Regions from separate parts of the Oncorhynchus mykiss genome. Here region 2 is linked to region 1. The links are chromatin contacts, called in public Hi-C maps. All regions are on one chromosome and are shown on one strand. The core of a region is the stretch at or near the end of the contact, and the rest is flanking DNA. Distances in the headings are between cores, read along the strand shown.

Region 1 (5,655 bases), core at 1,891-4,390:
AATTATCCTCTGGCAGGCAGTTCAGGACCAAAACCTCCCGCTACTTGAACAGTTTCTTTCCCCAGGCTGTGGCCCTCACCAACTGGCTGGTAGAGAGTAAAGGACTATGTACTCTCTGCTGCACAACACATTAAGCCATCTCTGAACTGTACACAAAATAACTGCACTATACTATACATTTGCACTCTGTTCATCTCTCTGCATTTAGATATATTCATACTGATTCAGTACATTTGTACATCCATTGTAGATCAACTGTATACCTACTGTTTGTATATTTGTATATCCCCTGCCCATTCTCTATAGCTCTATGCTCACTCTGCCAAGTTGTATATAATGTATTACAGTATGTAAACTTTGTGTAAACTCTACTGTCTGTGTTCTGTCTCTAAACGTTGACTATCGATACCAGCGCCATATCACCAAGTAAAATTCAGAGTATGTATAAATGTATTTGGCGAATAAAGGTAATTCTGAATATGTGATAAATTGTCATACCTGTCCATAAGAGTTGACAAGACAGCACACACATCTGGGACACGGCTACAGGTTATTTGAGGGTGAGAAAGAGAAGCTTTGTGTGTAAACAAAATCTCACCGAACCTCTCCAAATATCTCCATTAACCACCCTACAAAGATCTGCATTTACATTCAACTTGAATCCAGCCACAAAGTCACAATTATGGCTAAACCTGCCCATTTCTACAATTTATCTTATTCAATTTTGAAACCTAACCCTAACTTAAACCCTAACCTTAACCACACTGCTAACATTATGCTTAACCCAAACCTTAAATTAAGTCCAAAATGGCATGTCATGGCAAAAATATGTAGAATTGTAGGAAATTAGCTTTAACACTTAAAATGTGTCTCTCCACTGTTAAGAGGTCCACTGAAATGTTTTTTTCCCGTGAGACAAATCCCGCTTAGGACCGGGACTGAGAAGCAGTATATAAATGAGGCCTTTGTCCTATTATGGAGTGGTGCTGTGAATTTATGATCCCTTGACAAGCAGCGAGTGATTATGTCTCTCTGGCCTCCTCTGTTAGGCCTCCCTACTACACCCTGCCGTTTGTGATCTCTGCTCATCCTGACCATGAAGCCATGACAATATTTATGACCTACTACTCCCCATCAGGGTTATTATGGCCCCATTGGAAACTGACCATTGAGTGTTTTCCCCATTGCCACACAGCAGTTGCAGTGTCATTCATCAACCACCATGAGTTGGCCCATATAAAGGGAATTACTTCAGGAGGGTATTTCTAAACAGTCCTCATTTTACAAATTTGCTCAAGTCTAATACCAAAACACATGGACTTGTATATGCAGAGATCCACTGCTGCTCAATGATTATATGGCAGCAACATATCTTGAAAGAGGCTTAATTACTAATTAGTCCACAGATATGTGTTTTTCAGGTATAAAATGTCCTTAATCCAACATCTTTGTCCTCTAAAACAACGTATGTTGATTCAGTGCAGCCTGCTTCTGTATCTATTTCAGTGCAATTTAACAATGGTCGTTAATATGTAACATGTACCACCAGCCTGTTCTAGTGTTTCGTCTCTTGCCAGCATCATGGACACAACACACAGCACCTCCAATTTGGCACCAGAATAAAGAGCTGTTTTTGTCTGAATGATTCTGCTTTATCAAACCAGAAACATGCCTTCCCCATTTCAAGTCAGACAAATCTGATTTGTGTTGAATTGATTGTTCAGTAGCCATCACCTTTAGCTTTATTATAGGGACTAAAACAAACAAACAGCTGTAGCTTCAGTAGAAGGCTGTAATTGAGGAGCTTGTGAACCATAACAAATGTACCACTATGCTAATATTCTCTTTGTCCTCTAAAAATCTACACCACAATTAACACACGTGTAAACATGATGGACAACACATCATAAAGACAGGGTAACAGAGCCACCTCCTGGCCAGACAAAGTGCTACAGGTACACAACCTGAACAAAGTCTCATGACCTCCAGCAGGTGGGGTGGGTGAACATTTTGGTTCTCTGCACTTTAGGGGGTGAAAAATTAAGAACAAATATTTATTTAATCATGTAACCAGCTCCCAAAATGGATCTCATTCACTATGAAGAAGCACTTGGATTGGAAGAGGATGAACAACTCAAATGACTTATGCAGGCATGCACTGAATGTGGGCATACAACTACAGAGGCAAATGTACTATTTTAATCTGTGAATAATGTTGAACAAAATGAACAGATTGAAAATAGGCACATCAATAATAAGATACACAGTAACATAGTTATCTATATTACCTAGACACAACAGAAATAATATCCATTAAACTGTTTGCTTTCCAATTCACTGGACATGATCCTGGTCATGCCTGTGATAACACCCACTAACCAGCCGTCTTCTCTCTCTGCCTCTCGACTCAGTCAATGAGTAACTTTCCAAGAGTTCAACACTGTGCTTTTAGCGTCTACGTATCCAGCCATTAATCTATATGAAATCATCATGTCTGCCTCAGTGCACCAACATCTTAACCCCGGGGCGATCTCTTGTCTACAGGTTGCTGCTTGTTCACAACTTCAGAGACACCAGCTCAGATCTGGTTAGACAAGCTCTGTCAGGTTACAAAAAAAGAAAGCAAAACAGTCCTCAGATTTCAGTGAACATGTGAATTTTTTTAGCTCTATGGTGTAATATGTTAGGCTACTGTTAAATGACCACTGTTTCAGATAGTCCCCTTCTCTAATCTGTCTTTCAATTTGGTATGTTTTATTTTTTTAAACGGGTCAGTCTATTTGGCTAATGCTACAGTTGTGTGACTGACTACTGACTAGAGTGTCTGATAAGATGACAAATAGTCTACTGGCTTGCGTAATTTCAACCTTTAGACTCTTGCCTTGTTGCCTTGTTTGAAACAACTGGGAATTTGGAACTGGGAAAAAATGATCTCCAACTGGGTAAAAACAATTTGAATGATCATCCAACTCAGAATTCTAACTCGGGAACTCATTCCTCTTTCTAGAGCTCCGACATTTTCCGACAGCAAGGTCACTGACATCACGATTTGACCTCGTATTTTTCCGACTTCCCAGTTGTTTTGAACGCAGCATAAGTCTCCTGTCATTGAGGTGACTCCATTCGTCACAAAAAGTCCCTGTTGTAGCATCCAGGTGAGCACAACCTGTACCAGTGTATTTCAGGGTAGGGATCGCTTTACTTTTGAGACAGACCCCAACAGAAAAAGGCCGGGCTAGTCAGATGACCACACAGAGAAAGTAAACAATAACGTCTTGTTTCCAATGAAATACAGTTGGGGGTTATTCACTTTCAGATGCAATCACCTCAGGAATGTATCTGTTGTACAAACAAAATAGGCAACCATTAGAGATGATATTGTAATGACCTAAATAGATCATGATTAAATGAATGTCCAGGACATAGGATCAAGCTCTCTGCGAAATACAGAGCAAAGTGATAAACGTGTCCTAATCACCACACAACAAAATAACATCAGAACACAAGCACATAACTGTCCAAGCAGGTCGCTACAATATTATTAATTGGGTGCATTTGTAAATTCTACGATTTCAGAGCATTCTAGACTGTGTGCCAGAGTGCAGATTAACTGAGGAATTTGCAAACGCGTAACAGCCGTTGAATATGACCTGCATCAGTAAAATGTCAGCAAAAAAAACAATTTAATTGTTGCTAACACATTCTGAACACACTGCTGCATTGCATGACTGAGCGTTGCAAAATAAATGTACACATACATGTTAACGAGACTGTGTAGCCAGACGCTAAAATATAACTATTTTTGAAGCTTAATGCACTGCAAGTCCCGCCGCTCCCATCTCCTCATTGGTTTTTAGAAGCATACAACCACATGGTTGATTGAACACAAAGCTTTTACTATCTCATCCTGGAATATACAAGGTCAGAGGTCACCTGTCTTTGGCCTAAACAGCAGGAACCCAGACTTCCTCACATAAATTGGAAATACAGACATTGTCATCCTACAAGAAACATGGCACAGAGGAGACAGACCCACCGGTTGCCCTCTAGGTTACAGAGAGCTAGTAGTCCCATCCACCATACTACCAGGTGTGAAAAAAGGGAAGAGACTCTGGGGGTATGCTAATTTGATATAGAGCAGACCTAACCCTCTCTATTAAATTAGTCAAAACAGGAACATTTTACATGAGAGAAAAATGTCCTTGTGTGCGCTACATATCTCTCCCTCCAATAGAATCCCCATACTTTAACGATGACAGCTTCTCCATCCTAGGCCCAGGGACATGTACTCGTCTGTGGCAACCTAAATGCCAGAACTGGACAAAAACCTGATGCTCTCAGCAAACAGGGGGACAAACACCTACCTGGAGGTGACAGCATTCTGTCCCAAATATGCCCCCCAAGACACAACCAACAAAAACAGGTCACAACTCCTGCAGCTCAGTCACATGCTGGGTCTGTACGTAGCCAAAGGTAGGCTTCGAGGGGACTTACAGTAGGTACACCTATAGCTCATCCTTTGGCAGCACTACTGTAGATTACTTTATCACTGACCTCAACCCAGAGTCTCTCAGTGTTCACAGTCAGCCCACTGACACTCCTATCAGATCACAGCAAAATCACAGTCTACTTGAACAGAGCAATATTCAATCATGAGGCATCAAAGCCAAAGGAAATGCATAATGTTAAGAAATGCTATAGATGGAAGGAAAGTAGTGTAGAAACCCACAAAAAAATGAGGCAACAACAAATCCTGTCCTTTTTATACAACTTCCTGGACAAAATGTTTCACTGTAATAGCGAAGGTAGAAACTTGGCAGTAGAAAACCTAAACAGTATAAACAGAAAACAGGTTTTAAGACATTTTTACAAAACTGAAATACCTTATTTTCCAAATGCACTGTATTTGACCTCTCAGCTTCCCAATCAAATTAAAACGTTTCAAGCAGACAACCTAAGAAAATTAACAACAATGACAAATGGTTTGATGAAGAATGCAAAGATCTAAGAAAGAAACTGAGAAACCTATACAACCAAGAACATAGAGACCCAGAATACCAATACAGAAATAAATATAAGGTACAGCATATCAGAAATCAGCTCAATGGAACTGAAGAATCCATAGAATCTAACCACTTCTAGGAAAATGGGGACACACTAAACCAACAACAACACAAAGATTTGTGTCTGGAAATGTATGGATATACTACTTCTCCAATCTTTTTGGCTCTATAACAAAGAACAAAGAACAAACAGCAAAAACATATACAGTACCAGTCAAAAGTTTGGCCACACCTACTCATTCAAGGGTTTTTCTTTATTTTTACTATTTTCTACATTGTAGAATGTGAAGACATCAAAACTATGAAATAACACATATGGAATCCTGTAGTAACCAAAAAAGCGTTAACCTCTTGAAACTAGGGGGCACTATTTTTATTTTTGGAAAAATAACGTTCCCAAAGTAAACGGCCTATTTCTCAGGACCAGATGCTAGAATATGCATATAATTGGCAGCTTAGGATAGAAAACTGTCAAAATATTGTCTGTGAGTACAACATAACTGATATTGCAGGCAAAACCCTGAAACCAATCAGGAAGTGCCTCTTATTTTGAAACCGTTGTGTTTCTATGCATCCCTATTGGCCATTGAAA
Region 2 (5,884 bases), core at 1,732-4,231, 65 kb before region 1:
CCGTCACAAAGCCCCGACCTCAATCCTATAGAACATGTATGGTAGAACTGAAAAGGTGTGTGCGAGCAAGGAGGCCTACAAACCTTACTCAGTTACACCAGCTCTGTCAGGAGGAATGGGCCAAAATTCACCCAACTTATTGTGGGAAGCTTGTGGAAGGCTACCCGAAACATTTGACCCAAGTTAAACAATTTAAAGGCAATGCTACTAAATACTAATTGAGTGTGTACATTTCTGACCCACTGGGAATGTGATGAAAGAAATAAAAAGCTGAAATAAATCACTATTATTATTCTGACATTTCACATTTTTAAAATAAAACAGGGAATTTTTACTAGGATTAAATGTCAGGAACTGTGAAAAACTGAGTTTAAATGTATTTGGCTAAGGTGTATGTAAACTTGGTAGTGCAACTCAATATTAGGAAGATCCCCTTAATGTTTTGTACGCTCAGTGTATATCCAACTACCTCTTACATTTAATCTTCAACCCTTAAACACAGCCTATGCTACATACATTTTAAATGTCCCCTTCAAACCAATGCCTGTAGCTATATTACCTTAGAACAGACATTAAACAAACAAATAGAACAATGGTAATTAAAACCACTTATCTTTAAACAATGTATTAAATGTCTAACGTTATAGCTTGCCATTAGGTGCAGCTGTGGAAACTACTTTCAGAAACAATGCTGCTGAATCATGGTGCTAGTTCATTAGTCAGCAGATCTTGGCTGGCTTTGATGGAAAAAATGTACTGTTCTGTATCCAGAAATTCACAGTGGTAGAGTTTGCAAGCTAACTAGCTAGCCAAATGTTTGCAAACAGACTACTCAATGCTAGTTAGCTCACTATTTTAGCCAAGTTGGCTAACATCAGTGTGCACAAAAATCATTCAACACTCAATATCCCAGATCAACAGCCTTGAACGAGGCATAGATAAAGTGCTATAGTTACCTAGAAATGTAGTAATACTACAGCTTCAGTTCACATAGTTTTATTAGCTAACTAGCTAGCTGGTAAACTCTAGCCTGCTAACGTTAGCTAGTAGGCTAGCTAGCTCTTTCCATTATTCAAATGTAGCTAACAGAAGTCATTCACATTTGAAACGTTTCTTTGCCGGTTAGTCTGGTTGTGCTGTTGCTGCTAAAGCTCTGGAGGTTGTTGCAAAGAAAAAGTCTCAATGTAGAACTGATGCCAGCCCGGGCTGCAGCTTTAGGTCTTTCCCCCTTCATGTAGCTCTTCGGGGCAGATTCACCCATGCTCACAATGTCAACATCTTTGATGCATTTTTTTACACCTTGCATGATGTGGGTTGGTTGGGTCCGGCAAAACCCATTCATAAAACATCAATATCCTGCCAAGCAGGATTTAACCTACATTTGTCCGGCATTTTAGCTGTCGATGTGACGTTTTGGCGGCGCCTCATCAGTCAGTTCTGTACCTGCCTGGTTGAGTGGCAGTGTGAGTGGTATGAGCACTCACCTGGCAACCTGAGCACAAATCACGTGAGCTAAAAAAAAAAATATTTAACTTCTGGAAATTAATTCTTAAGACCAATACATGTAATATTATTTATATTAACATATTTTAAGATTTCCTGCTCATTTTTATTCAAGTACCAACTTGAGAAAATGTCTGATTTTCAAGGTATTCCAGTCCTTGAATTTCAGAGTACTTCGAGCACCTTGTGCGAACCCTGAGACTGCCAATCTCCCAAAGTGTACACTCCCTCCAGCCAATGCTTTTAAGACTGACCTGCAGCACACCTCCCCTGGATCCACCCACAGGGTGAGTTCTCTGGGCAGGCCAAGGTCCTTGTACTGAACCCCACTCTCCTGGCAGGCCCGCAGCAGCTCTGGATCCTCCCTCTGCAACCTGTTCACCCGAATACACCTGCAAAGTAGTAGAGTATGCAATAGACCTTCAATAACTCCAATCATTCATATCGCTGCATATCCAAAATATACCCTAATTCTTCATAGGGCATGATGCCCTAGACTAGAGGTTGATAAAGCTACTGATATGGTAATCAAGATAGGGGGAGCAAGGCCACAGACCGGCATCTGATTCATAGTCAGTTACCTGAAGGCCTGTCCTTTGCTGGGGTTGTCAGGATACCAATGCCCCCTGAACTTCTCCTGCAGGGCAACAGTCAACCGCTCCACAAACAAGTCCACTTTCTGGGTATCCAACCTTTCCACCTTCTTGATCAGTCTTTTCAGGAAAAACACCACTGCTGCAATCTCTTTCTTCATCATGTTTCACTGATGTGCTGTAACGATGGTCGAACTTCTGGAAATATGAGGAATAGTAGCACAAATTGACTAGAAACAGTAAACTCACAAACAAGTTAAAAGCCTAGAAACAGCAGTTTCATCCATCAATTAATCTCCAAAATACATGAACTATGTAGCAAGCAAAGCCTACCTAGCAACGCAAAACAATCCGACAAGAATTCGTTGAATAGTAAATATTCAGCTAATTTAGTGGGTTAACCATTGCTGAATCCAAACGACATTCCAGTCTGGCGGGACATTTTCCAGAAAGGCGCGCTGTGATGCATTATTTCCGTTTAGCCATGTGACTGCCAATCAATCATTCATAGCTGGCTAACTCAGTGTTCGCCAACAACAAAACCCAGACAAAAACGTAAAAACTATATACATAACCGATGTTTATATTAATTGCAGATGTTTGTGACAAAACTTTTCAAGTGAAGTATCCTTAACGTCATCCCAGCTAGCTACTGTAGCTCAAGAGAAACAGTTTTTAAAAAAACATGCTATTAATAATACATTCTTCGGGCAACTAGCTAAGTAAACTTTGTAAACTACACATCAAAACATGTTATTTGATTATCCAAAATAACAATTAAAAGGCCATCATATTACCGTAATTGCTGTTCATCACCATATGGAAAACTGTTGCCAGTTTAGCTCATGAAAGTCTGAACCTCCGCATGAGAGCATAACCTGCCCCAGGAAGCGGTGCGCGCGTTTTCTGGACTAGCCCTTACGTCACGGTCGTCACTAGTTATTACAGTCACAGAGTCATAATTGTGGCTAAACCCCGCCTATTTCTACAATGTCTCTTTTTATTATGATTTACAAACCAGACTGCAACCAAACTGATAACATTATGCCTAACCTTGACCTTAAATTAAGACAAAAAAGCACGTTTTTGTTTTAATGAATTGTTACGATATAGCCTATTTTGTGGTAACTAGTGACGGTTTGACGTCATCCCCATTGAGCAACGGGACTAAAATGGCTGACTTGAAATCATCCTTCAGCTACAAAATAAAGTTAAAGAATGTAAATGGGGATGTAATAATGTTGTTTGAAACTATGAAAAAGCGTACTATATTTTAACTGCTCCAAAATTACACTGCGCTTCCTTATTAGTACACGTCCTATACGAAGCAAAATACAACTGCAAAGGTGAAATACATTTTTTTTTAAATATCCACAGGGGGGTGGTCAACCTTCATCTAAATCGGCCTGTATGTATCAAATCAGAGTGGGTAGAACCCTTGTAGAAGACTGTACTTAGTTTGGATTATGAGTTATCAAAAAAGGTTTAGAGGGCTCCAGGTCCTCGAGACCATATATTGAGTGTCTCGGTTTCGGACACATTTGTACTCGGGCTTGACTCGATCTCGGGACATTCAGGACTCGTAATTTCTTCCCAAGACCAGCCGAGTAAAAAACTCATAATTAATTCAGTTCAATTCAAGGGGCTTTATTGGCATGGGAAACATGTGTTAACATTGCCAAAGCAAGTGAGGTAGATAATATACAAAAGTGAAATAAACAATCAAAATTCACGGTAAACATTACACATACAGAAGTTTCAAAACAATAAACACATTACAAATGTTATATATATATATATATATATATATATATATATATATATATATATATATATATATATATATATATATACAGTGTTTTAACAATGTACAAATGGTTAAAGTACACAAGGGAAAATAAATAAGAATAAATATGGGTTGTATTTACAATGGTGTTTGTTCTTCACTGGTTGCCCTTTTCTTGTGGCAACAGGTCACAAATATTGCTGCTGTGATGGCACACTGTGGAATTTCACCCAGTAGATATGGAAGTTTATCAAAATTGGATTTGTTTTTGAATTCTTTGTGGATCTGTGTAATCTGAGGGAAATATGTCTCTCTAATATGGTCATACATTGGGCAGGAGGTTAGGAAGTGCAGCTCAGTTTCCACCTCATTTTGTGGGCAGTGAGCACATCTTCTCTTGAGAGCCATGTCTGCCTAAGGCGACCTTTCTCAATAGCAAGGCTATGCTCACTGAGTCTGTACATAGTCAAAGCTTTCCTTAAGTTTGGGTCAGTCACAGTGGTCAGGTATTCTGCCACTGTGTACTCTCTGTTTAAGGCCAAATAGCATTCTAGTTTGCTCTGTTTTTTTGTTAATTCTTTCCAATATGTCAAGTAATTCTCTTTTTCTTTTCTCATGATTTGGTTGGGTCTAATTGTGCTGTTGTCCTGGGGCTCTGTGGGGTGTGTTTGTGTTTGTGAACAGAGCCCTAGGACCAGCTTGCTTAGGGGATTCTTCTCCAGGTTCATCTCTCTGTAGGTGATGGCTTTGTTATGGAAGGTTTGGGAATCGTTTCCTTTTAGGTGGTTATAGAATTTAACGGCTCTTTTCTGGATTTTGATAATTAGTGGGTATCGGCCTAATTCTGCTCTGCATGCATTATTTGGTGTTCTACGTTGTACACGGAGGATATTTTTGCAGAATTCTGCATGCAGAGTCTCAATTTGGTGTCTTGGTTGGTGAGCGGACTCCAGACCTCAAAACCATAAAGGGCAATGGGCTCTATGACTGATTCAAGTATTTTTAGCCAGATCCTAATTGGTATGTTGAAATTTATGTTCCTTTTGGTGGCATAGAATGTCGTTCTTGCCTTGTCTCTCAGATCGTTCACAGCTTTGTGGAAGTTACCTGTGGCGCTGATGTTTAGGCCAAGGTATGTATAGTTTTTTGTGTGCTCTAGGGCAACAGTGTCTAGATGGAATTTGTATTTGTGGTCCTGGCGACTGGACCTTTTTTGGAACACCATTATTTTGGTCTTACTGAGATTTACCGTCAGGGCCCAGGTCTGTGCAGAAGATGTGCAGAAGATCTAGGTGCTGCTGTAGGCCCTCCTTGGTTGGTGACAGAAGCACGAGATCATCAGCAAACAGTAGGCATCCCTGTCTCACCCCACGACCCTGTGTGAAGAAATATGTGTGTTTTTTGCCAGTTTTAACCGCACACTTGTTGTTTGTGTACATGGATTTTATAATGTCATGTGTTTTACCCCCAACACCACTTTCCATCAATTTGTATAGCAGACCCTCATGCCAAATTGAGTCGAAGGCTTTTTTGAAATCAACAAAGCATGAGAAGACTTTGCCTTTGTTTTGGTTTGTTTGGTTGTCAATTACAGTGTGTAGGGTGAATACACGGTCTGTTGTACGGTAATTTGGTAAAAAGCCAATTTGACATTTGCTCAGTACATTGTTTTCATTGAGGAAATGTACGAGTCTGCTGTTAATGATAATGCAGAGGATTTTCCCAAGGTTACTGTTGATGCATATTCCACGGTAGTTATTGGGGTCAAATTTGTCTCCACTTTTGTGGATTGGGGTGATCAGTCCTTGGTTCCAAATATTGGGGAAGATGCCAGAGCTAAGGATGATGTTAAAGAGTTTTAGAATAGCCAATTGGAATTTGTTGTCTGTATATTTGATCATTTCATTAAGGATACCATCAACACCACAGGCCTTTTGGGGTTGGAGGATTTTTATTTTGTCCTGTAACTCATTCAAGGTCATTGTAGAATCCAGTGAGTTCT

The links. Hi-C and Micro-C count contacts between places; a contact is called where the count stands out from the background.
Region 2: a contact with region 1 is called in a Hi-C map of liver, with 2.6 times the contacts expected there. A contact is called at or near these places in 2 of 3 Hi-C or Micro-C datasets (blood and liver).

The regions. Positions count from the first base shown.
Region 1 is chr12:32,479,481-32,485,135 of USDA_OmykA_1.1, reverse strand. No RefSeq gene overlaps it. Among protein-coding and RNA genes, the nearest start is that of LOC118937881, 7.2 kb to the right of the region's middle.
Region 2 is chr12:32,544,015-32,549,898 of USDA_OmykA_1.1, reverse strand. It overlaps btg3 (B-cell translocation gene 3), which reads right to left and starts at 2,981. Exons shown (of 5, transcript NM_001165080.1): 1 at 2,894-2,981; 2 at 2,085-2,294; 3 at 1,758-1,895. The coding sequence starts at 2,260.